Linked DNA regions of Mus musculus: all the other regions are linked to region 3. A link is a contact called in public Hi-C, Micro-C and promoter capture Hi-C data. All regions are on one chromosome and are shown on one strand. Each heading gives the region's core, a stretch centred on a gene start, on an enhancer-like site or on the middle of the called end of the contact. The rest is flanking DNA. Distances are from core to core; before and after follow the strand shown. Region 1 overlaps Hdac4 (histone deacetylase 4). Region 2 holds the start of Farp2 (FERM, RhoGEF and pleckstrin domain protein 2). Region 3 holds the start of Gpc1 (glypican 1). Region 4 holds the start of Ing5 (inhibitor of growth family, member 5).

Region 1 (6,382 bases), core at 460-2,959, 900 kb after region 3:
AGGGTGGAGAGGTCTTAGGACGTCACTGACTTTGCCCTCCCTGTGGCTGCTCTGGCCCTTGGAGAAGGAGCAGACTTGAGGGAGCCCATGCAACCTCTCCCTTGCTTGTCACTGCATGGCGACAGAGGCCAGCTAGCTGCTCTTCTGGCCGCCTTGGCCCATTTACTGCAAACCCTGCCACCTGCCCTCTTGTGCCAGCCACGACTCGTGGGAGGTGCACCTCATCTTACTTTTTCAGGTGAGGGGTAACAGGCCACTCAGTGGCCAGGGTACTGTGAGAGGGACTCACTTTGGTCCTATTCAGTCACCCTTTGATGCAGGGGCCTGGCCAGGGAGCCAACTCACTCCAGCTTCCCTGTGAGCTGAAAGCATTACCTACCATATAGCCTTTTCTTCCCTTTGAAGACACATGTGGCCCTTCCCCACAGTCATCACCCAGGGCAGAGGGCAGAAGGTCAGCCTTGACCTCCAGGGCAGGACCACAGCACTCCCCTGCCTGGACCTTGAACCTTCCACCTTCTCCCTTCTTTTGCAGAGGCCTTGGTGGGTGCTGGGAAGGGAGCTGGGAGCAAGCACTTTACATCCCTTTAAGGGAAGCCCAAAGCACCGTGTCCTCAGGATGCCGGTGTCCACTCACCTTGGGTCTTCCACCTGCACCCTGAGAGCCCACGCTCCACCAGCAGGCGGCCGTTCCAAGGCCACTACCCACTGGGACATCCCAGGGCTCTGGCTTGAGGGCCGCTTTATCAAAGTGTTTCAGTTTTTCTTTACTTTCGAATCTGTCCCCAAGAGGAAGGACCATCCTGCAGTGGTCTCCACAGCACTGGTGATAGACTTGGTTGTGTTTCTTTCCTCAGAACATTCCTTCTTCACTGGTCACAGCCACGTGCTCATTCCATCCTTCTTTTTGTAGACTTTGGGCCCATGTATTTTATGGGCATTGATACATATATAAATATATAGATATAAATATATAAATATATTTTTTTAAGTTTCCTACACCTGGAGGTTGCATGGACGTACGCCGGCATGTCTTTATATTGTATACAGATTTTGCACGCCAAACTCGGCAGCTTTGGGGAAGGAGAAACAATGCCTTTCTTTCCCCTCTCATGATGTTTGCAGATGCAGAATTTTTTCTGTAAAACAAAACCTTGAAGGAGAAGAGGGGGGAGTTTGAGTCTTATTGAACTTATTCTTAAGAAACTGTACTTTTTATTGTAAGAAAAAAGGACTACTTACACACTTGTCATTAAGAAAAGTTTACCTAGCACCTTTGACATACCGATAGAGAGTCGATTGTATCCATGTGCAAGCCCCACATTCACACCCTACTGCCTGTCTGGCAAGCTGGCTAGGGGCATTTTCTTTTGTTTTGTTGGTTTTCTCCTTTTCTCTCCCCACACAGGGCCAGGTGCACCCTGCCTGCTGTCACCAGCCTCTGGTCGAGAACCTGAGGTTCTGGTGAGTCCCCGTCTCAGCACAACTGTGCTGATGGGTTCCTTCCTTCAGGAAGACACGGGCGGGGGCTGGGTTTCCGAGTTGGGCAGTCCAGGCCTTTGTGAGCCCTAGGTCTCAGCGACACTTGGCACTGGAGGAAACTATTTCTCCCTCTCAAGGATCCGGGCGTGCTCTGCACCCGGCCTTGGTGGCCTCACCGGCCTCACGTTGATCAGAGTCTCCTATGGAAGAGAAGAATGCAGACAGGCTTGTTCAGGGTTGTGCACTCCACTGAGGAGATGCCATTTCCCAATCTGTAAGAATGTTAAACATGCTGTTTCCATATATGCGCAGGAGGCTGACCTCATTCAGCAAGAGCTCACTACAGAAGTGTGGTCAAAGCCGCCACCGGAGCGCTGTGACATGAAGCTGTGTGTGCTCCACAGCCACGACCGCCTTCACTCTGTAACAGCCTGTTTTCTCTTTGATTGTCTGGACCTCCCCTCCGCGGCGCTTTCTCCTCTTGGCGGGGTTGGGAGTCATGTTTGGTTTTCTCATTCTTGTTTTTGTTTTGTGTGGTGGGTTCACTGACCGGCGGTGTCCTCTGGCGGTCACCTCTTTCCACCTCCCGGGTCCAGTGTTTGTACCACATCACACACTTGTCGCTCTCGTGGTGTAAATAAAGACTGCGTTAATTGCCCTCCCATCTCTGCTACCTCCTTGTGTTCTTTCCCCCAGCTTGGGGGGGGGGGGGATTGTGGGTGCCCGCGCGCCCAGGACACTGGGCACTGACCTCCCATGCCCTGGGGAATCATTGGGCCCCGTCACTTGGATTGAACTCCAGCAGCCTCTCAGACTTTTCCCAGCTAAGCACTCAGAGCAGATATGAAAGCTGCCAGTCCCCACCACTAACAAGGAATCCCGACTCCCACCGGTCCAGGTGCGCTCGGAGGGTTTGGTTTCCAGGGGAGCATGGTCTGCCATCAGACACACACCAGCCGGTCAGAAAAAACTTAGCTGTAATTTCTGAGCTGTAGTTTGTACTGTTATAAGTTACAGGCAGGGCGTGGATGTCCCTGGCTTCAGGTCTCCTAAGGCCGTGTGTCAGCCTTCTCTGAAGGCTCGAAAGGGGTGCCGTCTCATACACTCCTTGGGTTGGCAGACCTTTCCTGACTCTCATGGTGCCTACAGCAAAGCAACCTGGGAGACGGCATCCCCTTGGTAGACTTGAGAGCTTGTCCTAATAAATTTCAGATACTTCCTGGTCTGCACTTTTTTTTTTTTTCATTTTGATTAAGAGCCAAATGCATGCCAGCTATGAATTCTTGGAAGCCTTTACCTCCAATTGGATAAGAAGGAACTTGGAGAATGTTCAGAACGATTCACCATAACAGCCTATGTTAAACCTCGCTCAGTCAGGACCAAGCCCCATCAAAGCCTCACTGGGGAGCATGAAGTCATGAAGCTGGAAGATTTGTTTCAGTAGTTCCAAGAACTGTTAGGACTGCTGAAAGCTCTTGCTAAACTGTCCACTTAGGAGAGGGCTGGCTCCTAACGTGTGTTCTACTAAAGCTCCACTTCCTGCCCGTTATTAACAACCTCAGATCACTCAAGACAGCAGTCCAGATAATGTAAAAGGCATTCTTCTGCCCCTTGATCCCCCCTCCCATTCACTCTCACTGCCACACGGCCTGGCCCCTAAGTAGCAGCTCCCCTAGACTGGCCAGGCAGGAGCAGCAGCGAGGCCAAAGAACCTTGACTGACTAATCAGTTCCCTTCATCATGTGTAGCCTGAGCGAAATAAACCCAAGGTTGGTGATGGAGGTGGGGTTGCTGTCACTACTGCTAAGACATACGACCACAATGACCAAAAGATAGGTAATTTTGAGACAAGAATGCAAAATGGCCAATAAGACTGTGGGACAGGTACCGTGAGCTGTCCTAAGGTTCTAGATGAGGACACTCATTCCAAGCATCAAAGTGAGTGGTTACCTGGAACCCAAGACAGCCACACCCTGCCGGGGTAGCAGTTGTGAGTGAGTGTGAGTCTTCTCTCCGTGGATGCTAGGACAAGAGTCCAACCATGTCCGACTGTGTGGGAGTTGGAAGTGGAACACTGGACAGAGCAAGGCTGAGACGAGATGCCTAGGAGTTGTATTTACCCCAAATGGCAGGGTTCCGCAATATGGCCCAAGCAGGTCAGATGGGGGAATGATCCCAGGGGTTTCCATCACAGCCACACCCCTGTGTGAGAGGAGAGGCCTGAAACCAGGACAGGAGATATGCTGTGAGAGACCTGACTGCTGGCGTCAGGCCAATCTGAGGTCTATAAAGTACCACAGCAAGAACAGGCTGCATGCACACCACCCACTGCCCAGAAAGGGAGACCAATATTACTCCAGCACCACCAAGGGATGGTTTCCAGAATGAGCCTCATCCATTTGCCTCACCCCCACCCGAGTCCCCAAGCCCTGACCCACAGGAAGATGAATTGAGGCCATGCTACTCATGAATGCCGGACCCTCAAGCCATCCCCCCCCACCCCCCCAGAATCCTGGGGAATGCAAACCTAGAAAGGGAGGCCCTCCCTGGGCTCCTTAGATTATGTCTTCATCTGCCCTACAGGGCAGCTGTGGGCTGTCTGAGCCCCTGTACCCAGCATACACTCCCTCTCCTCTCACTGGGTAGCTGTGTACTGTTGGGACCCTGTCCATAGACCTGCCGCCTAGGCCCATCATCCAGAAGGTAGAAGGCACACCCAGCACCCCAAGCCAGTAACTGCATCAGGATGCTGAGAGGGAAATTGGCTTGACTCCACAATGGAGACGGAGGCAGGTGGAAGGAGGGCAAGGGGCAAGTGGTTAGCAAGAAGGACCATCCAGGCAGTGGACATGGCTACAGGGGGATGTTGAGGAATTTGGGTCGGGACAGGTACAGGGGCATGAGTCAGGGTCCTAAAAGCATCCAGATGAGCTTAGTATGGCTGGAATTTCCAGAGAAGGGACCCAGAACCCACAGACACTAGAGAGCTGCCTGTGGACGTAGAACCCCTTCCTTCCATCTGGATGTTGTGTAGCAGCTAAGCATAGTTGAGCCCAGGAGGATGTACTGTCTAGATACCTGCCCAAACTCTGGGTTGATCTTCTGACAGACTGAGCAGGGGGTGAGAGCAGGGTGGAATTCAGCATGGCACTCAGATGCGGTATGAGAGAGGAGTGAGTGTCCCATGAGGCTTGACAGTTCTGGCTTGGACACACTGGGCTACACTGCCCACCCAGTCTCTAGCCACAGATGGTAGCATGTACTTGGACACAGGAGTCTAGAAACGGGCAGAACTTGACTAGGAATGCACATCGATGTGACACAGACTAGCCATCCATCATAGGCATAAAGCTGCGTGGCAGGGTAGAGCAGGGACTAGCAAGTTGAGTGGAGGTACTGTATCCACAGAGGACCCAGCTGAGGAGATGCACGAGGGGACTGCTCAGGAAGTAAGGAAATCACAACTTGTGGGACACTAGGGCAGGAACACCAGAAAGGCAACAGTGCACAGCTGGGACACAGGTTAGGAGTGGAGAAGTCTCTCATAAGGCCAGGACAGTGAGCCTGCAGCACATACCCTGAACGTGGCCTCCATCCTTACCCAACCTGACACCAGGATGCCAACACCATCATAAGCACAGCTCTGGGAACCAGTCCCAGCCCAGAGCTAAGCAGGTTCTCACTTGCCAGAAACACAGCCCTGAAATTTCAAGTGATGACCAGATAATGCACCAAGCTCCAGCTATGTCACTGACCTGATGGGACTTCCAGAAGAAGCAGATGTTATTCTTCATATAGGAAGGAAAGGATGCTCCCAGAAGCAAGGACAAGCCCCAGAGGTGACACCAGATGTCTGTACTCTCGCTCTGCTACTGTCAGGACCTGCAGGGTGCCTGCTCTGAAGCCAGTGCTGGGTCCACTTTAGCATCTCCTTGCCTAACACTAACAGGCCCCAGCTCCACAGAAGCCACAGTGAGCCCCGCTGGGAGGGAAGTGCCCTTCACAAACCCCTCCATGCCCGTCTGTGTGCCAGTTTGCTCACAGGATACTTTTATCTTTTTCCATTTAACAATCTCCATATAACAAATAGCATTTTCTTTCCTAACTTTTTTTTCCTAATAACATTTTGAGTTGGGAGAGAGCTCAGTGGTTAAGAGCAAAGGACCCAAGTCCAGTTCCCAGTATACACATCCGTTGGCTCTCAATTCCCCGTAACTTCAGCTCTGAGAACCAACACCCAATACCCTCTGCTTACTTCAGGCACTAAACCCATGTACACATGCCTCCGCATGCACACACGTGAGTGTATACAATTAAAAATAATAAAAATAAATAATTAAGGTATTACACACTGAGTATCCACAGTTTAAGGCCCGCAGCATGGGAAAGGAATGCTTTATATTTGTTTACTTATATTCTCAGAATCTATTAAAATTAAAATACCACAAACATTACTACATTGAAAGAAATTACCAGGAAAGAGGAGTAAGATCGACTCACATGAAACAAGTGAGTAACACCTACTAACGGTGGCAATGGAAAGGGTAGGTCTTTCCTCTCTCAAAGGCCTTGGGTGCTTCTCTGGTATAATCTGTTCTCCCACTCAGCAGCAGAGAGCCAGCTGACACTGCCAGTTAGTGCCATACATGCATTGAGACCTGTGCTAGGCACTTCCCTAGTCACTGTACCAAGAGGCAATGTAAGGATAGTCAGACTTTTTCTGGCTCACTGTTTAAGAGGGTGCAGTCATTCCTTCATGGGAGGGAAGACAGTTGCTGGAACAACCAGGTCTGTGGCAGCAGGCACATTAAGCTGCTTATTCATATCTCAGTGGATGAGGAAACAGATCTGGAACCAGGACCCTCACTAACCCTCAAAGCTCACCTCTCCCCCAGTGACC
Region 2 (6,542 bases), core at 1,859-4,358, 680 kb before region 3:
CATACAAGCTAGGGGGTGGGGCATTATGAAGTTTATTTTGGGATGTGACGAGAATGGGCTGGGGAGGTGAGATGAGCCACAGCAGGGCTCATCATTGTATCCAGTCACATTAGAATGCCCTTTCCCTGAGGTTTTTAATTACATTTATTTGTGTATGTGTGTGCACATATGTTTGACAGTATTCACACAGAGAGGTCAGAACACAACTTTGGGGAATAGTTTCTTTCCTTCTACCATGAGTGTCCCTGGATCTGATGCAGGTCGCCAGGCTTGGCAGCAAGCTTTAACCATTCTCAGGTTTTTAAAGGTAGCAATAAACTAAAATACCAGGCTTAGAGAGAAATAATCCTACAAATCTAAAACAAAATCACTTCCACCATCCTGCCCTCACAACTCTGTCCATGTCCTCAGGCATACTTTTTAATACTTTAATTTTTATGTGCACACCATTTCACTGTTAAGCTTAAAAGACTATGGTTCAGCGGTTAAGAGCACTGACTGCTCTTCTAGAGGTCCTGAGTTCAATTCCCAGCAACCACATGGTGGCTCACAACCATCTGTAATGGGATCTGATGCCCTCTTCTGGTGTGGCTGAAGACAGTGACAGTGTACTCATATAAATAAAATAAATAAATCTTTTTTTAAAAACTACTTACAGCCTATTTCCCAGGACCGAAATGGTTCAAATGATGCTGTGAGGAGGGACAGGAATGAGCGTACCAACGAATGTTTACTAGCCAAGAGGTTTACTTAACCACCTGATCGATACAAGGTTTGCCTATCAGATTTTTTTTTAAGTGGAATTTCAAAAATCAAAATATCACATACTGGCAGTTGCTTTCCAAAAATAGAGCACAATCATCACCCACATAAACACTCCTGAGTAAATTATAACACCAGACTTCATCGCACTACGTTCTATGGGAGCCTCAGCTTTTCAACTCTGGTTGGTAAAGTAAAACCCTCACCTCAACAGATACACAGAGCCAAAGGACTGTATATGGACCTTAGAGAACAGACTAGAGTCACCCAGATTTTCAGTGTGTTCTGGCTGCACACCGAGCAAGGCAGGGTATGTACAGAGTTCATGAAGGGAAAGCAAGGAAAAGGAAACTATGAATGTAACCAAAATGATTGGCAGAATTTAGAGAAATCTGTTAATGTCTGAATACAGAAGGGGTTCATGTGACTAGAAGCAGGGGTGTTTGGAAAGGAGGAAACTGACAAACAGACATAATGGCGTCCTGCAGAATTACCCATGGATTCATCTCTGCTTAGGCAATGCTCCTCCCTGGACCCTACCCCTTTTCAAGTGGGATAACTCTGTGGAATCACCAAGTCTCTAGCTCTTCTTACAAATACCCAGGGCTAGCCTGCGCTGCCACTGACTCAGGTCGCCCTTTCACTTGTCAGTAACAGTTAATGAAGTACTTACTGGATGCAGGGCATCTTAGCGGCTTTGAAAAACTGATTCTTAGTCATGGCAACAAGCGTCTGAGGTAAATACATTCTAAACCCACTCTATGGATGAGGAACCTGAGGCGGGGCAAATGAGAGATACACCTGAGTCCTCTCTGTAAAGGAATCTGTAGGAAGGAACCTAACTCGATAATCACCATCTCTACAATGTGGCAGGGCAAGGACACCGGAGAAGCAGAGGTTTACATGGTTGCGGTATCCCAGAGAGTCATCCACAACCCCACCGGGCAAGGTCTTCCCGTGCTTTATTTAAAACGGGGCTATGCATAGGAAGCCATGGCGCACCCCTGTGCTCCACCTACACTCAGCCCTCAGGTGGCTGACAAAGGAGGATGACGGGTTGGAGGCCAGCCCGGGCTATGGAAACTGTCTCAACAAAAAACGGTGGGGGACAGGGATATATGAAAACTTTAGAACTGACAACGAAACAGCCACAAAGCGCTTCACAAATGCCTTCCCACGTCCCGAAACTCACAAAACTTTTATTTGGCCTACAAGTAAAGGTTACTTCATACCTCCCCATTTCAAATGACCTTTCCATCTTGCTAACACTGTGAGAATCTGTGCTGCTGATCATAATGCCGTCTCCACAAGACCGACTCTAATTCGGTGCTACCCACTAATTACCAAATATTTTCACAGTGGCCCAGTCAAAAACACCTCATGGAAACAGAACAAAGCTAGGGAGAAAGGCCACCCCTTTAAAGATTCTGTCCGGAATCTTAAGGCTCTCCATTCTTTCTCAGCACGGTGTATCGACATTATTTCCTTCACGAATGCCTTGTTTTCATTTCAATTTTTCATCACCATTACTGGGACATGAAAGAGTTTAAGAAATCACTGCCACGTGTGTAAATGGCAAAGGTGCTTATAATCTCGGATGAGTAAAAGGCAGTGGGCCAGTACTGTTTCTAGATCTTAGCAGAGTAAGAATATCCGAGTCTCAGTTCTGAAGGAAAGGCCGAGAAGAAAAAAGAATGCCCTTCTGGGCTTTCATTTGTGGCTCCGGGTGCTGCTTCCCAAGGTGCTTTGTAGAGCACTGGCCTGGGGGTGGGGGCGGTCTTCAGCAGGACATTCTTGTGGCCCTTAACCCATCACGGGACACTCAGTGTCCACGAGAGATGCTGAGACTCTGATCACCCCCCTTCCTCGACAGCTGGTCTCCACGTGTGCTGTTCCTGTCCTCAGTACTCTGCTGACAGCCTGGCTCCTTGGAACTCTGCAGCTCTCAGCCCTCCCCAGACTGCCCATCTACAAAAGCAACTCTCCAGCCAGTCCTCAGCGGACATCCAGACTGGACCCGAGACTCTCCCTCCCTTCGCCCTCCACCGACAGGCCGTCCACAGACGTGTGTTGTCAAACGCGGACTCTGGCGCGCCTCACGAAGGCCTCAGAGCCGGGCGTGGACTTTCTCTGGTGGACGGCCAGCCTCAGGCCTGGTCCGGCTCGGGTTCCGCTGAGGTCCGGCCAACGAAGGAAGCCCATGCCCAACCCAGCGCCCCTGCGCGGCTCGCTCCCCTCCCCCGCCCACGGCCGCCGCGTCCTCACCGTGCCACACCGGCCTGCGCCGCCGCCAGCCAGGCCTCCTCCACGTCCTGCGCCCGCGCCGCCCGATCCCGACAGCTAGCTGCTTCCCCGCCCCCGCCGCGCGTCCGCCGCAGCCCCGCCCCCCCGCGGACGCACCACCGATTGGCCTGCGGGCGGGTCCTCCCGACCGGCGCCTGCGAGCGCAGCACCTAGCTCTGATTGGTGATCACATGGGACAGGGCGGGGCGAGGGAGCCCCATAAAGTCAGAAGCAAAGCTGTGCAGCTTCTCCGCGGGTGCAACAGGGCTTCGGCGGGCTGTGCGTGTCCTCGGCCCTGGGAGGGGCTTTAGGACCTGAGGACTCTGTGCTGGGTGGGACTTAGGAAACCCGCGAGTTCTCCGTCTTAGTCTTCGCTTTGACAAGGCGACGGGAGGATTCTATCTTGGACGCAGCTTTGGAACAACGGGAGGACTACCCCAGACCTGGACTCTGGAATGCGGGTGGCCCTGGGCGGGACTTTTGGCACAGGGGCGGGTCTCAGCCTACAGCCTGGCTTTGGCAAGCAGGGCAGCCCCGATTCTGGGTGGGGCCTTGGACTTCAAGCTCGCGGGACTATTCTGGCATTCAGGCCTCCCTGACTACTAGGCTCTTTCCTACCTTCCATCCGTGGTGCCCAACCAGGGAATAGTGGAACCGTGGTCTTTAGGCACCAGCTGTTCCTAAAGGGACGCTTTTGAGGTGCAGGCTACGCTAAGAGTCCTCGAAGCCCTCGCGGTTCCTTTCTGGATTTGAGGCTTTCTGGAAATGAAAAATGGTGAGACTGGATTCTGGTCCTTCCACTTCAGACTTGCAGCAAACTCACTTTCTTCTTCCATTGGTTAAGCGAATGGGCCTGCAGGGAGCCAGCCCTTTGAACCAGTCTAGGCTAAATAAATCCACACAGGCCCCCAAGCGATTCATATAGAACTCTAGCCTTTGGCAATAAGTCCTTAAGATAAGCAGGGAGGGCCTCAGCCCACTGGAGGGTGGGTGGGTGGGGGGGCTCTCTGCTTCTCCAAGGCAACCTAGAAGCTCAGGCTGACTGGGTCTGCAATTTTAGTAGGCTTCCCAACTTCCTCCACCACCTTGGCTATCCCTTATTTGTAACCAGCCACTGCCATAGCCACTGACTGTGATGTCCATCATTAAGAAAAGGAACTGGGCCGGGTGGTGTCGCACGCCTTTAATCCCAGCACTTGGGAGGCAGAGGCAGGCGGATTTCTGAGTTGGAGGCCAGCCTGGTCTACAAAGTGAGTTCCAGGACAGCCAGGGCTATACAGAGAAACCCTGTCTTGAAAAACCAAAAAAAAAAAAAAAAAGAAAAGGAGCTGGACTGGACAAGGCAAGAATGAGGTTTGACATGAGCAACCTAGTGATTTAGAGAGCAGGAGCCTCATTTCCTAGTGTCAGTACGCTGCTTAGAGAGCAAGAGGATGAGAAAGACTCCGATAGTACTGGGTGGTCAATCCAGGGGTCATGCTGACAAACCGGAGTGAGGCCAGGCCGAAGAGATTGATCATCCACCCAGATTAGGATAAAGTTTGGGGTTATGTGGCTCTGCTCCCTTTATGAGTCCTGAGATCAAACTCAGGTTTGATCACGTTATGAGGCAAGTACTCTTAGCCACTAAGGCATCTCACCAGAGCAAATTCAGATTTTTAAAGTCACTTTCCTGGGCTGGGGAGATGATTTAGCTGTTAAGGGCTGCTCTTCCACAACACACAAATCCAGTTCCTGGCACCCACATGGCTGCTCACAACGGTCTCTAAGTCCAGTTCCAGGGGACCTGACACCCTCCTCTTCTAGCCTCCTTGGGTGACAGGCATACACATGGTACAAAGACATGCAGGCAGGCAAAATACTCATACACATACAATAAAAAGGTAGAAAAACGTAAAAATCTGAGCATGGTGGTATACATCTTTAATCTCAGCACTCCAGAGGCAAAGAGAGAGATAGTAGATTTCTTTGAGTTGGAGACCAACCTGATTTACATAAAGAGTTCCAGGTTAGCCAGGCTACAAAAGTGAGTCTGCCTCAAACACAAAAAAAACTCCAACCAATACATAAACAAACATTTTAAAAATTAAGACTGTTTTCCTAATTCATCTCTCTTCTTACAAATATGGAGAATTAGAAATATATTTGGATCACTTTTACTTCCCACTATGTTTAACAGTTGTTGCTTCATTTTCTAATTAGTAAATTTACCTATGAAGTCTTACTGTCCATTTTATCAAGTAGTCTGCAGACAATCTGATAACCTGTACAGCTATAGGATTTCTTTTGGAGTATCTGGGTTATCTCTGATGAAAATATACGCAGCACGCCTGCTATTAATACAAGTAACATCTTGCTCTGATATACAGTTGTAATAGGGGTCTTGAATCTTCACAATGGCCCGCATACTTTACTCAAAAAGAGGACTACTCATTTAATATCTAAACAATAGTGCTTTATTGAAAAAGGTTAATTTAAATGGATACAAAGTTGAAGTGTGAAATGTTTTCAAAATACATTTCTACAAGTACAAGTTACTTCTTAGTGAAAGAGCAAGTATCTGTTAGCAAAAGCAGTAAAACTGAAGGGGGTTAGAATTGTGGCTGCAAGACCTCACAATCCACACTGCCAATATTAGATGTCAGCTGACCCGAAGTAGCACCTTAACTCAAAAACATGGGACTCACACCGAATACTTGGGAATTCTTTCATTTTTTTGTTTTTAAATTTTTCTCCAACAAACTTAATGTCAAAATAAGCCAAACAAAGGACTGCATGGGTACTCTAAAGTCATTGACGCTTTTCTTGATAGGAACTTCACACAATGAACTTCCCTGATCACTCACAGTGATGCAATGTGAAGAGGCAAAGCGAGCAAATGTATTTTTCCTCATTAAATTTATAAACAACCATGCTTAAGCTTCATCTTATTAGTACTACTGAGTTTTGGACTGAATTAAACGTAAATCCCTGCCTCATCATCAATCAAGTCCTTCCTCCTGCAGCAAATGAAAGCACACAGTTAGCACCTGCTTTGCTTCTCCACACCACTGCCTCCTTCACCTGCCCCTTCCCTTCTAAGGTCACTGCCTGACATTAGAAGACAGGGTAGAAGAGGGAAGTGCCAGAATATAAACCAGGCAGGACTCTGCTTGCCTGCTTGGGGCACAGATCTGAAAAGCCTTTCGTTCATGGTGTGAAGACATTTATACTACACACACTGAAGAAAATGACAGTGCCTGGAAACAGATGAGACAGTCTGCACATAAAAAACCCAGCACTGCTATTTTCCTTTCAATAGAAGGATCACTGAAAAGGGGAAGAGTTAGACGAAAACCTGGCAGGCATCTGGGCTTCAAGTGGCCTTTTGTTCAAGAGCACCACCCAATCACAAGCCTGGGGTTGGATCCATGCCAGCCAAGGACTATGATTTCCACTGCTATGACCTTTTGCACCTAGTTATAGAAAGTACATTAAAGTGCAGTATAAAATATAAA
Region 3 (6,661 bases), core at 300-2,799:
GCAAGTTGGGGCCACAGGCCACCCCTCTGGGCAATACTCTTACTTTCCTCATTCAGAGTGCCTACGACACCAGTTGAGTTTGGTCTCTAGTCTGCAAGCCCCCTCAGTTTCAGAAGAATCCCACAGCAGGAATTCCCTGCTCACCAAGGCCCTGGTGTTACACTTATCCAGGAAAGCTCCCCACACATTTAAGAGCAAAGCCTGGGGCTTGGGAGGTCCTTGGGACATTGCATAGGCACTCCAAGCTCATAAAGATTCGGTTCCCAGAGCTCCTGAGGCAGCAGGGAAGGGAAGGGAGGGGAAGGGCTGCTCTCAGCAGCTGCAGGGCCGAGGCCGCCGCCAGGAGGGCCGCTCTTCTTACAAAGAGATGACAAGGCCCCTGGGCGGGATCCAAGACGCCGACCACCTGCAGCTGGGCTCGCAGCTCCAGGCGGCCCGGAGCGCCCGGTCAGACCACGAGTGTGCTAGGATAGGGGCGCTGGCGGGCACAAGTTCCTAGGTAGGAATCCCCTCGAGCCCTGGGGTCCCCTGAATCGCGCAGCGGGCTCACATTTCCTTAGAACCCAGGCTTGAAGTGTAGGATCTCCCCCATAAATCCCACCTAGGCGGCTCCTGCTGTGGATCCGCGTAAATTCCTAAGCAGAACCCTTGACGCCTCTGGGAGAGATCCGCATAGAGAAGTTCCTAGCCCACTGCAACCGGGATATGCGACCCAATAGACCGTCCCAGAGCTACCGCTTGCTTCGCCGCAAGGGCGGCAGGCACGCTGTCCCGGAGCTGGGATTGCTGCCCCGCCAGCACAGTGGGCCAAGCCGGGGACCAAAGACGCCCAGCAACAACCCTAACCCAAAGGGAGCGCAGATTGCTATGGGGAAGGGACTCTAGAGCGTAGTGGCTGGGAACTGGGCAGCAACAGAGCGGATCGGAGCTCGGGGGCGAGGGCCGTGGGGTATAGACCAGTTGAGGAGCAGGAGGCCACTCCAAGTCCAGGCGGCGGGTTCTGGCGCCCGGGGCTAGCTGCGGCGCGGGTAGGGGCCCAGATCAGACCTCCCGAGTGCTAGGGTCCGGTGCCCCCGGACGCAGCGCCCTTACTCACCCGAGATCTCTGCCTGAGGCACATCGCTCAGGCTAAAGCCCTTAGCCCCGTAGATCTGGCGGACTTCGCTGCAGCTCCGGCTCTTGCTGGCGGGGTCCCCGCGGGCGCAGACGACCAGCGCGGCGGCCGCGCACAGCAGCCACCAGCCTCGGGTCCGGAGTTCCATGGCGGGGCCCGAGGCTCCCTGGCCGCCGGTGCGCGCCTCCCTCGGTCCCGGCCGGCCCGCTCAGCCCAGTGTGCGCGAAGGGCAGAGCCAAGGTCCCAGCGCGCGACGCTCGTGGTCCAGAGGCGGTGGCAGTCGAGGAGGCGGAGACAACAAAAGCCGGCTGCGGCTGCGGCGCGGGGAGCTAGGCGCGAGGCGCGAGGTCCGGCCGCTCAGTCGGGCCGCCTAGAGCGCGGCGGGCGAACGCGCAGCCCCGGCTCGGCGCCTCCCCCGCCGCCCGCCCGGCCCCACGGCGGCCGCGGAGAGGGGCAGGGAGGGGCGGGGAGCGCGGGCGGGAAGAGGGGAGCGCCCGGGCGGGGCGGGGCGGGGCGAGGCGGGGCACGATCGGGGCGCACCGGGCGCCCCTTCGCTCTCCGGAGGGAGAGGAGGGAATGTTCTCTCAGCCCAGGCGATGTGCTCCGTTGCCTGGGTGAGATGGGAGGCGGCGGGGAGAGCCTGGAGTGCAAAGGCCGAGTCCGGGGTCCCCTAAGGTGTCCCCCCCAGCCCAGCACCCAGGGCGGCGGCACCACCTGTGGGGGCGGGGGCAGGGCGGGGGGGGGGGGCAGCTGAGGCAGGGCTTCCCTCGCCGGACGTGACATCACGTCCTCCGCTGGCCAATCAGGAGCTTCCCCGCCCCCAGCCGAATTCGGCATCTCTTTGCTCCTTTCCATCCTTCACCTTACCGGCTTGCTCTCTTAGCGCTTCTACTACTCAGTCCTGGTCCGGTCACTTCCCTACTCACCTGCTGCCCCCCACCCCCCAGCAACAACTCCTACATCCATACGCCCTTTCTAGCCGCCCCTGAGCGGCTCCAGTTCTCGTCTGACGTGTTTTGGAGGAGGATGAGGGGGCTGAAAACTGGCCAAAAAAAAAAAAAAAAAAACTAGCCTTCATCAGCTCAGATGACTTCAGTTGATGCAGATTGCCAGCGACTGTTACGGTCCCTCTTCGTGACTATTTAGGTGCTAGAGCAATGGGGCAGAGGCAGGTCTGTAGGCTTGGGTGCAGCGTGGTAGGTGACCTCTGGCAAAAGGAATAGAGCGAGGAGTTAATGTTGGGCAGCTCAACTCCAGGCCAGGTGTGGCAGACCACCAACTGTCACGCAGCTGCAGGGATGATTGTGGGGAGAAGGGACCCTACCTGGGACCTACCTGGGAGCTGGTGATGGTGCTGGGTCTGGAGTTTCTTGCTTAGCTGCTGCCGGGCAGCACTATCCCTCCTGCTGTTCCCTTTATCCTATGAAGAGGCCATCATAGCTGAGGTTAGACTGAATCTAGATACCTAATCTGGGAATGGGAAGAAAGCGAGATGTGGTTTATGGTTGAGAGTCATAGATTACCACTATGTGTCAATAGAGTGCAGCGCTCTTGGATTCAGCTGAATCAGGGCTTTGCAGGTTTGTGGCAAAACCCCCAATCACCCATGCCTCAGGATGTCCTCCCGTCAGGGGTTCTGTCCACCTTAGGGGGTGGGTTTCCTGTCCTAACTCCTAGGAAAGTGATCCAATTAATCTCTGCAGTCATTGCTTGAGAGTAACAATGGAAAACCAATCTATCGGAGCAGATATCCTCACATCCCTCTACTGTAACACTGCTCCTGACTCACGGACCCCTGTCCACTGCATGTCCTGGCCAGGACAGCTTGGATCCCTGTCACTTTTAATAGAGGACTTGCAATGGCCAGGGCTCCTACTTGCTTTCTGTGCTCCCCATGTGTTCTGGCCTCTCAACATGCCATCACCACTGAATGCCTCTTTGTAAGTTGACCAGCCTAGATAGTTCCTTGGGGTAGGCTCAGTGTCTGAGCCATTTCTGGACCCCAAAATGGCAGGTCTTTAGGCTATGGCCTTTGCTATGATGCTGTATAGGTTGGCTGTCTTTTCTAGGGAAATCTTTATCACTGTACCTGCAAAAGAACAGCATAGCACTTTCCCACAGGTCATACTACTGGCAGCCAAGATAGTGCTCCAAAGTGGTGCTCCTCTCCATACTGGAGTCTCCATAATCTTGAGGAACCATGTATGCGAGCAGCCCAGGGGCTGACTAAGGAAGCCTGAGGGGAGCATGTAAGGACTGGCAGGTCCCCAGCAGCCTCCCCTCCCTTCTGGGGTCTCAAACCTGGGATGGAAGCGGCCTTAGTGCTCCCAAGAAGGGGCCCTTAGATGTGTTTGTCATGCCAAGGCCAAGTTTCTCTTCTCACTTTTACTGATCAGGACACTTTACGAAAAGTAGCAGAAAGCTGTCAGAGAGTGTACCTAGTTAGGTGACACCTGAGCTAACTTACCTGCCTCAACCTTGACTGAAAGGAAATAAACCTGAGATTCAGTGGTGAGTGTCTACCTTTCACCAGCTGCATGAGCAGCCCGGGTCACAGCATAGCATCCACATCTCCTCTGGAGGTGGGAGGAAGTGCATTTGGGATATATCAAATATGCAGGAGATAAGCTGCCCCCCCCCATCACCACCATGCTGAGTGTTGTCTTTTGAGTCCACAGAGGTCCCTCTGTCTCAGCTCATAGTCAAGGGGCAGGGAGGGACCTAGGCAACCAGTCCTCTCAGTCCTGAGTAGGCAGGACCTGTCAGCCTTAGCAATAAAAAGCAAGTAGGCTGAGCAGGAAATAAATGTTCAGGCAGCCGGAGCTAAAAGGACATCATGGCAGAGGGGACTCTGCTGAAGCCATCCAGCTGTAGTCAAGGTGACAAGATCTTGGGAGGAACAGAGTGAAGATGCTGCCCACCCCACCCCCACCTCCTGGGGCTTCTGTTCAACTGTGCTCACCCATGCAGCTTCCTTCCTCGTCACCCCACCCAACCTACGAAGAAGGGAGACTCGATACATTTTAGAGTAACAGTTGCTGAGAGAGGTCTTGAATCCCAAAGTGCTGGCAGCTGGAAACTGGTTATCCCTGTGATGAGAGCTGCTCCCAGCAGACCTTGTCTTACTTGCCCCTGTATCCCTGGCTGCAGAGTTATAGTCACATATGAGGCAACACAAGCAACAGCTTAGCTGTCCCTCAGCTGAGCTGTGGCATAGCTTGACACAGGTATCTCTAGGGCAGTGGATGTCAAATCCAGGGTTTTACCTGGTTAGGGCTACCTCCTGTGGCGGTTCAGAATGGAGTTACAATGAGAGATTTTGGGAGGATGGGTGCTGGAACCACTGTATGACCAGTAAACGGGGGTGTCTTGGGGTCCTTGCCTGCCCAAAGTGGGGTATGGTTATGAGATAGAAAGCAGAAATGAATGAGTAGAAAACCAACCTAAAGAGAAACTGCATTCCTTCAAGCCATTTGAAGCTATTTTCTATATTCACAGAGTATGAAACTAAGATGAGGGGGCAACAGAATGCTTGGCCCCAAGCACCCAGCTTCCTCCATAAGAGTCCTGAAGGGATCTGGGGGCAGGGGTGGGGGGCAGGGTACTGAGCTCTGACTTCTCAGAGGGACTTAGGAACAGGCTGGAGGTCTGTTGATTCCTACCAGGCCTACTGTCCACCCCCACCCCTTCCCCCTCCCCCGTTTCCTGTGATTTGACACTACCTCCCCCAGCTGGTGGAACCAACATGTTTCATGTTCTCTCTGACTTCGTGATCATCCTTCAGTCAAAGTCACTGCCATCTGTTACAGGTACAAAGTGGTGCAAGCAGGGGCCAGAGGCATGGACTAGGCTCGAGAGACAGGTGACGACACTTCGACCTCTTAGGAGGAGGTGTGGCGCCTGGGAAATATGGAAAGCCTAGGGTGCCCATAGCTCTGTAGCAAGCCCACCCTGGGCAGCACCCTGAGGAAAGAAGCAGATGCTATAGGGAGGCTGGTGAGAGGAAAGTGGGCTCCGGGGGCAGCTGGCAGCATGGAGGCAGCATAGGCGATCAGGACAGCCACTTTTCTAGAGATGTCTCAGCAAATGGCATCGGGATCTCTGCCAGAAGGAAGCAGGACCCTGAGTGGCCCTGTAGAGCCTGGGCAATGGACCGAAAGAGCTGTCCCTCCCACCTTTTGCTGACTCAAGAACGATATAGCGTTCTATGCCTTTTCTCTCTAGGTCTGGAGGAAATTCAGTCTCATTACTGTGTTAGGTCAGGATGATATCCAGGGTTTCATACAGGGCTCTCAGACCAAGATAGGCCTAGGAGATTGCCCCTTTGTGGGCTCTGGAAGGTAGGGTGCTGTTTCCCCATTTACTTAAATAAGTTCCCAGAAAGTCCTCCTAGTCCTAGGTCAGGTCCCAGGACGGAGATGCTGAGCTTCAGGTCTGCATTTTGGGGTTGCCCTCGCTTCCCGGACTTGACGGCTGCTGGCGTAGTCATGAGTGCATGGGGTGCATGGGATGCAGGACAGAGACAACACAAACACATCCTGCTCAAGGGTGGTCCTACCTGTACTTACCCCCTGCTTGCCCCAAACCCCTGCCTGCGGGCGCTCCACATCAAGGCAGCACTCTGGCAGCTGCTCGGCTCTGCTGAATCCTAGGTCCCTTTGATCAGCCGGAAGTCTGGGCATGTCTCCGTACCCAGGCCAGCTGAGAGAAGGCCTGCTCAGACAAGGTTGGGCCACCCATACAGGCCGCAGCTATGCCCCTACAGAAGCCCACTTCTGTCTCTGTCTGAGTGCCCCAGCAGGAGATGATCCAATATACTCAGCTCTGGGCTCAGCTGTCCTTGTATCCCTGGAACCGTTTTCCTGCTTTGCTGCCCTGACTCTGAGACAGGTCCCCGAGGAGAGAGGGAGCTTAGACATGAGTACCCAGGCAGGTCTGATGTGCTTGGACAAAGCTTTCACAGGTGCAGGGGAACCAGTGTGCCAGTAATCTCAGGGCCCTGCGCAGTAGGAGTGGGGCTTTCCCCTTGGGCCCTGGGCAGTAGGAGCCGACCTGTCCCACTGGACTCGTCTGCTTTCCTTTCTGTACGTGGCTTCTGCCTGCTCCCTGTGAAACTCTTCTACTTAGACAGCTGCCAGCTTCTGATCCGTTCTTCTGCAATCCAGGTAGCCTGATTGTTCATTTTGTAAAACCAACATCAATCAGAAGCCTGCAGGGACTCTGCCTGCAGAGCAAAGGTCAGATCCCTGAGTGTGTGGGACAGAGGACAAGAGCCTCATCCACATCTCTAGAGGGGCATTTCTACTGAGCCAAATGCTTTACCTGTCCTCCTCCCCGAAATTCCAGCTTCTTCCCTGAGAGAAGAAGGTAAGGTGTCACAGTGCTTCCAGCATTAGAGGTTTGGAATAAAAGGGTCTTGTAGTCATATAGGTAAAGCCCCTGAAACCCCAAAAGCATGGAGACATTCTTGCCTCTGGCCTTCGTCACTTGTGTGTGATGGACATGGCTCATAAGCTGACCTGGATCCCCACTTATTCTATGTTCCAA
Region 4 (6,003 bases), core at 515-3,014, 970 kb before region 3:
GACCAAATGATTAAGACTTTGTAGGGGCTGGAAGGTACCAAACAGTGAGCACAACAGGCTGACAGTTTCAGAAGTGCCAAAAGCTGGAGGATGCAGAAACCTGGCCCCCAGCAGACACAGGCCGGGAAGACAGCTCAGACTCCTCCCCTGAACCACACCCTCCCTCGCCTCTATGTCACACACAGTGAACTTCATCCTCCCAAACTCAAGCCAGAACCTTAGTCCTCCTTGATCTCTCCAACTTTGTCCAGATTCCTACAATGCCAGGAGCTGCAGACCATGTGGTCTCAAGACACTGTTCTCTCGGCAAGGCCCAACATACCAGTCTCTAGTCACACACTGCTATGAGCACTGGAAAGGCAGCCATTAGCACCGAGCAGGTCCCACTGTGCAGCTCACCAGTCCCTGCGGTTCAAGTGAGCTGGCTGGCAAACCAACCCATGTGGCTTTTCTGCCCCACACTGCATCCCCTAGTACAGATACACCTCAGTCCTTAAGTTTACAGCAGGCTCCAGCTGCCTCTCTGGGTCTTTCTGCACTCAAATATCTCCACAGCCAACAAGGCCAGCAATTTAGGGCTAAATTTTATAAAACTTGCTGTTCTAAGCCTATAACTTCCTGAGCTCACCAAGACATTCCTATCTACAGCTTGACTCCAGCGACCCTGTCAGCTACTTAACCTTCTACCCTCCAGTCGCCCTCTCTACTCTCAGATAGAGAGACCTTTATCAGCAGTTTCTGGATCTATATTTACCCCATGCCTTAATCTTGGGAGCTATATATATATATGTATATATATGTGCGTGTGTGTGTGTGTGTGTACCCCAACTAATCAGTGAGTTGTAGAGAAATAGGGCTCTTGCCAACGCATGGGTGGCACAGGGCAGGTGGAGAGAGCAGAAAGGGGCCATCACACAATGTCAGCAGTGAAATGAACTCTCCTTGAACCCTCCTCAGAATGCCCACTGGATGGACATCAGAATAAAGATAGTTCACCTTGGAGTCCCACTGCCCAGGCCCAAGGAGAAAATGGGCGCCCCACTGGCTTGATCTACCTCCCTCCAAAGGGTCTCAATTCTTCCACTATAGAGTGGGAAATAATCCTCCTCCGAGTTCTTGCTGGGAGCCAATCTCACGGTCTATAAATAAACGGAGTTGCCAATTTCTGGGATGTCAAAGGTCAACCCGTTATACAGAGCATCCTCCCTTACCGGGCTGGCTCGTGATAGCACGAGTTCCCTCGAAAAAGGCACCCCACTAGCCTAGAGTTCCTTCCTACAGCTCCACAAGCAAACACAGTGGCTTTGGCTCTACAGAGGGATTTGAGCACCACAAGCCGCAGGTGAAGAAGGGGCGGGCCTCCCCGCAACCTAGACCGAAGTAGAGAGGCGGGAACAGAGGCGTGGTCAGCGTCGGGGGTGTGGCCGAAGCGGAGAAGGCGGGCTGAGCCCCAGGCCACACCCCTCCGTGACGCACCTGGAATTGGCGCGGCGGAGGCGGCGGGACCCCGCGCCGCGCCCCACGCCCTCCATCTGCGGCCCCGCCCCAGACCCGCCGTGAGCCCCCACAGTCCCCATGATCAGTCCCCATCCTCCTCCGCATCCCGGAGCCTCGCACGGATCGCGGTGGGCCGGGGGCGGCGGCGGCGGCGCGAACCCGCGCGGGCGGCGGCTCGGCCAGAGTGCTTACTGTCCAGATAGTGCTCCAAGTACATGGCAGTCGCCATCTTCGCCTCGGCCACGCTCGGGGTCTGCGCGAGCGGGCGGTGCCGCGGACTCGGGGCGGGGCGGCGCCGCGCGCTCACTATTCATGAGCCGCGTGCTCCGATTGGCCGGAAAGTGGGCGGGGCAACTCAGGGGCCACCCCTAGGCTTCCGGCCGGCTGTGGTCGCCAGGCGGCGCTGTGGGGCTTGCCCTGAGGGAACGCGGATGGGCGATGTGCTCGGTTCGCAGTTTGCAATGTGGAAGCTCTGTCTCTGGCCCAGCCGGATTCCAAGCCCTGGCAGGGGACTCCGCTTGCACGTGTGCTGGCGCCAAACCTGCCAGCCGACACCTGCCGCTCTTCCCGCGTTGTTCAGACACCCGCTGCCTGTGGTTTCTCCTGGCTGACGGGGCCTCCCGGAAGGAGACCCCCTCACAGGCATCGGTTAACTTCCATGCTCTTTGTGGCTGTCTGGTCCCGAGGGGGGCGTGCCCACGCTGGACCTCGGTTGCTTTGACTCGCACTTCGTGAAGAAGCCACGCACCCCTCGATGCCTGCAAAAATACATTTTACATTCCTACGGCAACTCTGTTACAGTTAATGAAACAATATAACTAAAATCCAGGGTTTACCAGAGTCCACTCTTGGTGGGCTCTAATATTTCTGAGAAGTATTAAGTATCCCCCTTATAGCATCCTGAAGAATATTTTTCACTGCCTTTAATTCTTTTGGTCTATTACAATAGCGCGCGCACACACACACACGCATACTTGTAACCAATAAACGTTTTAGAGTCTCTGTAGTATTGCTTTGCTAACATGCCATGTAGTTGCATTTTACAGTACACAGTCTTTTCAGACTGGCTGCATTTATCATTATACAGTTCAGGTTCCTCCATGTCCTAGTAAGTAACTGATAATTCACTTTTTACTTCAAAATTATTTCACTGTGTAATTACCAGTTTATCAGTTTGCGTGTTGGAGGACATCTTAGCTGCTTCCATATTTAGGCAAATGTGGCTAGAGCTGATACAATCATTTGTGTGCAGACATAGTTTCCAACCCATTTGGGTAAATATTGACTTCATGTTAAAAGTAGAGTGCTTTCTTGAGAAACAGCCAAGCTATCTTCCACACCGTTTTTGCCTTCTCCTCTGCACTGACAGTCTCCTTCGCTCCACGTCCTCACCAGCATGATGAAGGGTTAGAATTGTAGATTTGGGCTATTCTCGAAGAGGTGAAATTATCTTAATTCATGATTCCTAACAATATGTTTGTGTTGCACATTTTTACATATGTGTCTGGCATCTGTGTCACTTCTTTGGGTGTTAGTTCAAATGTTTGCATAAACCTTGATCTACCTCCCAAATGTTGGGTTTATAGGCTATGTCACTCACTATATCCAATTTATTCTGTGCTGGGTATGGAATCTTTGTTCATTAGGCAAAACATAACCCAGCCCAGCCTTTGACTGCGGATCCTTTTTTCTCTTCCTCTAGAGTACTGTTGTTTGGGTTTTTGAGCCTGGGTCTCACAATGTATCCCTGGCTGGCCTGAAACTATGTAAGTGGCCTCAGACTCACAGAGATTTGCCCGCCTCCTGCTCATGTATTTTCCCTGACTTTATTTTGTCTGTAAAAACACTGCTAGGGGGAAAGGAATTTAAAAGGGGGGGGGGTGGTTTCAATTCTGCCCACGCTGCAAATAAACCCATTTCCTTCCACCAACTTACACTAAAACGACAAGGAAAATTCCTGAGCGGTTCGAAAATGCTGCAGAAAGTACATCTTGGGGGTCGATGTTCCTATCCTTAACTCCTTTCAGAGCCTGATCATCACATGGCTCCTGTACGCGCGCAGGTGTGTGTGTGATAAGAAACTTTTAGAACCCTTCAGTAGCGCGCTTAGGGGCATAAAAATTTGATTCCGTTACAGGTCTCGAACTTCCACGTGACCAGAGCCTGCGCAACCACAGTCCTTAAGATTGGTGCTCTTCGGGAGCGGCGAACGGAAGTTCCGCGAGTTGGCGCTCGCTAAACTGCAGACTCCCGGGCCTAGATTACGTCACGTCCGGAAGCTGTTCCCCGCAGGCCACAGAATTCGTTTTCCAACCGGAAGAGGGCAGGGCTTCCGTGCACGCCGGGCTTCTGCTGCATCTAACATTGGCGGGAACCTGGCAAGTTGACCGGTGCTGTGCGGGCGATGGCGTCGCGTCGGGGAGCGCTCATCGTGCTGGAGGGTGTGGACCGTGCTGGCAAGACCACGCAGGGCCTCAAGCTGGTGACCGCGCTGTGCGCCTCGGGCCACAGAGCGGAGCTGCTGCGTTTCCCCGGTGCGCGGGTGGGCCTGGAGAATTCCCTCACTCTCTCTTTGGGTTGTAGTCTTAGTATCTTTAAAAGCTTTTAGAACATCTATTTATTTATTATTGTGCATGCGTGTGCTGGCTAGTCTATGTCAGTTTGACTCAAGCTACCTCAATTGAGAAAACTGGCCCCACCAGATTGGCCAGCAGACAAGCCTGGAAGACATTTTCTTCATTGGTCATTGATTTGGGAGGGCCCGGCTGGTGGAGATGGCTTAGTTAATAAAATACAGGCTGAAATGAGAGCCTGGGTTTAGTTTCCCAGGTTAAAAAAAAAAAAAACCTAGTACGGTTGCTTATCCAACCGCTGGAGAGGTGAGACGGACTCGTTCCTGGGACTTGTGAGCCAGCCAGTTCAGCCAAAACTGAGCTTCAGGTAGAAGCTCCTCTCTGAAAACACAAGGTGGAAAAGTACTGAAAAGGGAACATAAGGTTGACTTTTGGCCTTGCGCCCTGTACACTGGACACCAACCCCTGATCCTACAAATTAAGTAGGTTGGGAATTGGAACAACCACTTTGCAGGATATTTTAATTTTCAAACCAACCAGTCAAAAGTCTTACAAGTACTTTTGAAATCAAGACTTGCACGTACATTACTTCCTTTTCTCGGGGAGACTTCTTTGGCTTCAGAGATGGTCCAAAGCTGTCTGGAGGTTGAAAGTTAGGTGTAGGTGCAAGGAGAGAACTTAAGTGCAAACCCCTGTAGACTTCAGGTGAAGAGTCTGACTTCAGTCGAGTGTATCTTTGTCTTTCTAGAAAGATCAACGGAAATCGGCAAGCTTCTGAATTCCTACTTGGAAAAGAAAACGGAACTAGAGGATCACTCCGTGCACCTGCTCTTCTCTGCAAACCGCTGGGAACAAGTGTAAAGACCTGCGTCGTTGCTCCCCGGTTGTAACATGCACACTTTTGTGTGTGGCAAGGGTGCGAGCACCTGTGTGTGGCATGTGTGCAAACACCCGCACGTCGAGACCAGAGGCCAGCTTGGGAGGTTTCCTCTACCCTACCATTCGACGCCGTATTTGAGATAAAAAAATCGACGTATTTGAGATAAAAAATCGTCGTATTTGAGATAAAAAATCGCCGTATTTGAGATAAAACATCGTCGTATTTGACCATCGTATTTAACCACATCCGGCTTGTTTTGTTTTATTAAAAGGTTTTTTTTTTGATTTGGTTTTTGGTTTTGTTTTTTTGATACTAGGTTTCCCTACATAACAGTCCTGACTATCCTGGAACTTGCCTTATAGACCAGGCTGGCCTCATAAAAAATATGTATTCGTTTTTGTGTAATATAAATGGCTACCTGTATGTGCACCTCATGCATACCTGCTGCCCAAGGAAGACAACTCCTGTAACTAGAGTTACTGAGAGTTGTAAGCTGTCATGTGAGTTCTGGGAACCAAACCTGGGTCCTTGGCAAGAGCAGTAAGTGCTTTTAACTGCTGAGGCAAGGTTTGTTTTGTTTTGTTTGTTTTTGTTTTTTCGAGACAGGGTTTCTCTGTATAGCCCTGGCTGTCCTAGAACTCACTTTGTAGACCAGGCTGACTTTGAACTCAGAAATCTGCCTGCCTCTGCCTGGGATTAAAGGCGTGCACCACCACACCCGGCTTGTTTTGTTTTATTAAAAGTTTTTTTTTTTTTTTTTTGGTTTGGTTTGGTTTTTGGTTTTGTTTTTTTTTTGATACTAGGTTTCCCTACATAACAGCCCTGACTATCCTGGAACTTGCCTTATAGACCAGGCTGGCCTCATGCCTAGCTGAGATAATTTTGGGATACACTGGCCTTTGTGCTTCTGGGTCCTGTCTGTCTCCCTAAATGTCTTTCTTCCTGCTGGCTTATATCTGGGTTCTGGGGTACTAGAAATCCAAACCCCAGTCTTCCTGTTATATGGCAAACAGTTTATCCATAGAGCCACATCTCCAGCCCCCAGCCTTTTGT

The links. Promoter capture Hi-C pulls out the DNA fragments that hold promoters and counts their contacts. A called contact is a pair of places that touch in the nucleus more often than the background predicts.
Region 1: a promoter capture Hi-C map of the C10 cell line shows a contact between it and region 3, with 2.3 times the contacts expected there. The contact joins the enhancer-like site here to the promoter of Gpc1 in region 3. A contact is called at or near these places in 1 of 39 promoter capture datasets (the C10 cell line) and 1 of 9 other capture datasets (adipose tissue).
Region 2: a Hi-C map of regulatory T cells shows a contact between it and region 3, with 4 times the contacts expected there. The contact joins the promoter of Farp2 here to the promoter of Gpc1 in region 3.
Region 4: a contact with region 3 is called in a Micro-C map of embryonic stem cells, with 4 times the contacts expected there. The contact joins the promoter of Ing5 here to the promoter of Gpc1 in region 3. A contact is called at or near these places in 1 of 484 Hi-C or Micro-C datasets (embryonic stem cells) and 1 of 115 datasets of contacts at active chromatin or transcription factors (thymic regulatory T cells).

The regions. Positions count from the first base shown.
Region 1 is chr1:91,924,543-91,930,924 of GRCm38.p6, reverse strand. Hdac4 (histone deacetylase 4) reads left to right here. Exons shown (of 27, transcript NM_207225.2): 27 at 1-2,146. Among named protein-coding and RNA genes, the nearest start is that of Gm46242, 48 kb to the right of the region's middle. Within about 2 kb of position 1,709, at least 5 of the 459 cell types and tissues checked have an H3K27ac peak or open chromatin away from gene starts, as enhancers often do.
Region 2 is chr1:93,508,670-93,515,211 of GRCm38.p6, reverse strand. It overlaps Farp2 (FERM, RhoGEF and pleckstrin domain protein 2), which reads right to left and starts at 3,108. Exons shown (of 27, transcript NM_145519.2): 1 at 3,028-3,108. It overlaps Septin2 (septin 2), which reads right to left. Exons shown (of 13, transcript NM_010891.2): 13 at 5,479-6,542.
Region 3 is chr1:92,826,533-92,833,193 of GRCm38.p6, reverse strand. Gpc1 (glypican 1) reads right to left here and starts at 1,549. Exons shown (of 9, transcript NM_016696.5): 1 at 1,097-1,549. The coding sequence starts at 1,262. It overlaps Gm29481 (a long non-coding RNA gene), which reads left to right. Exons shown (of 3, transcript XR_003947946.1): 1 at 1-499.
Region 4 is chr1:93,799,726-93,805,728 of GRCm38.p6, reverse strand. It overlaps Ing5 (inhibitor of growth family, member 5), which reads right to left and starts at 1,764. Exons shown (of 8, transcript NM_025454.2): 1 at 1,690-1,764. The coding sequence starts at 1,726. Dtymk (deoxythymidylate kinase) reads left to right here and starts at 3,795. Exons shown (of 5, transcript NM_001105667.1): 1 at 3,795-4,031; 2 at 4,819-4,927. The coding sequence starts at 3,902.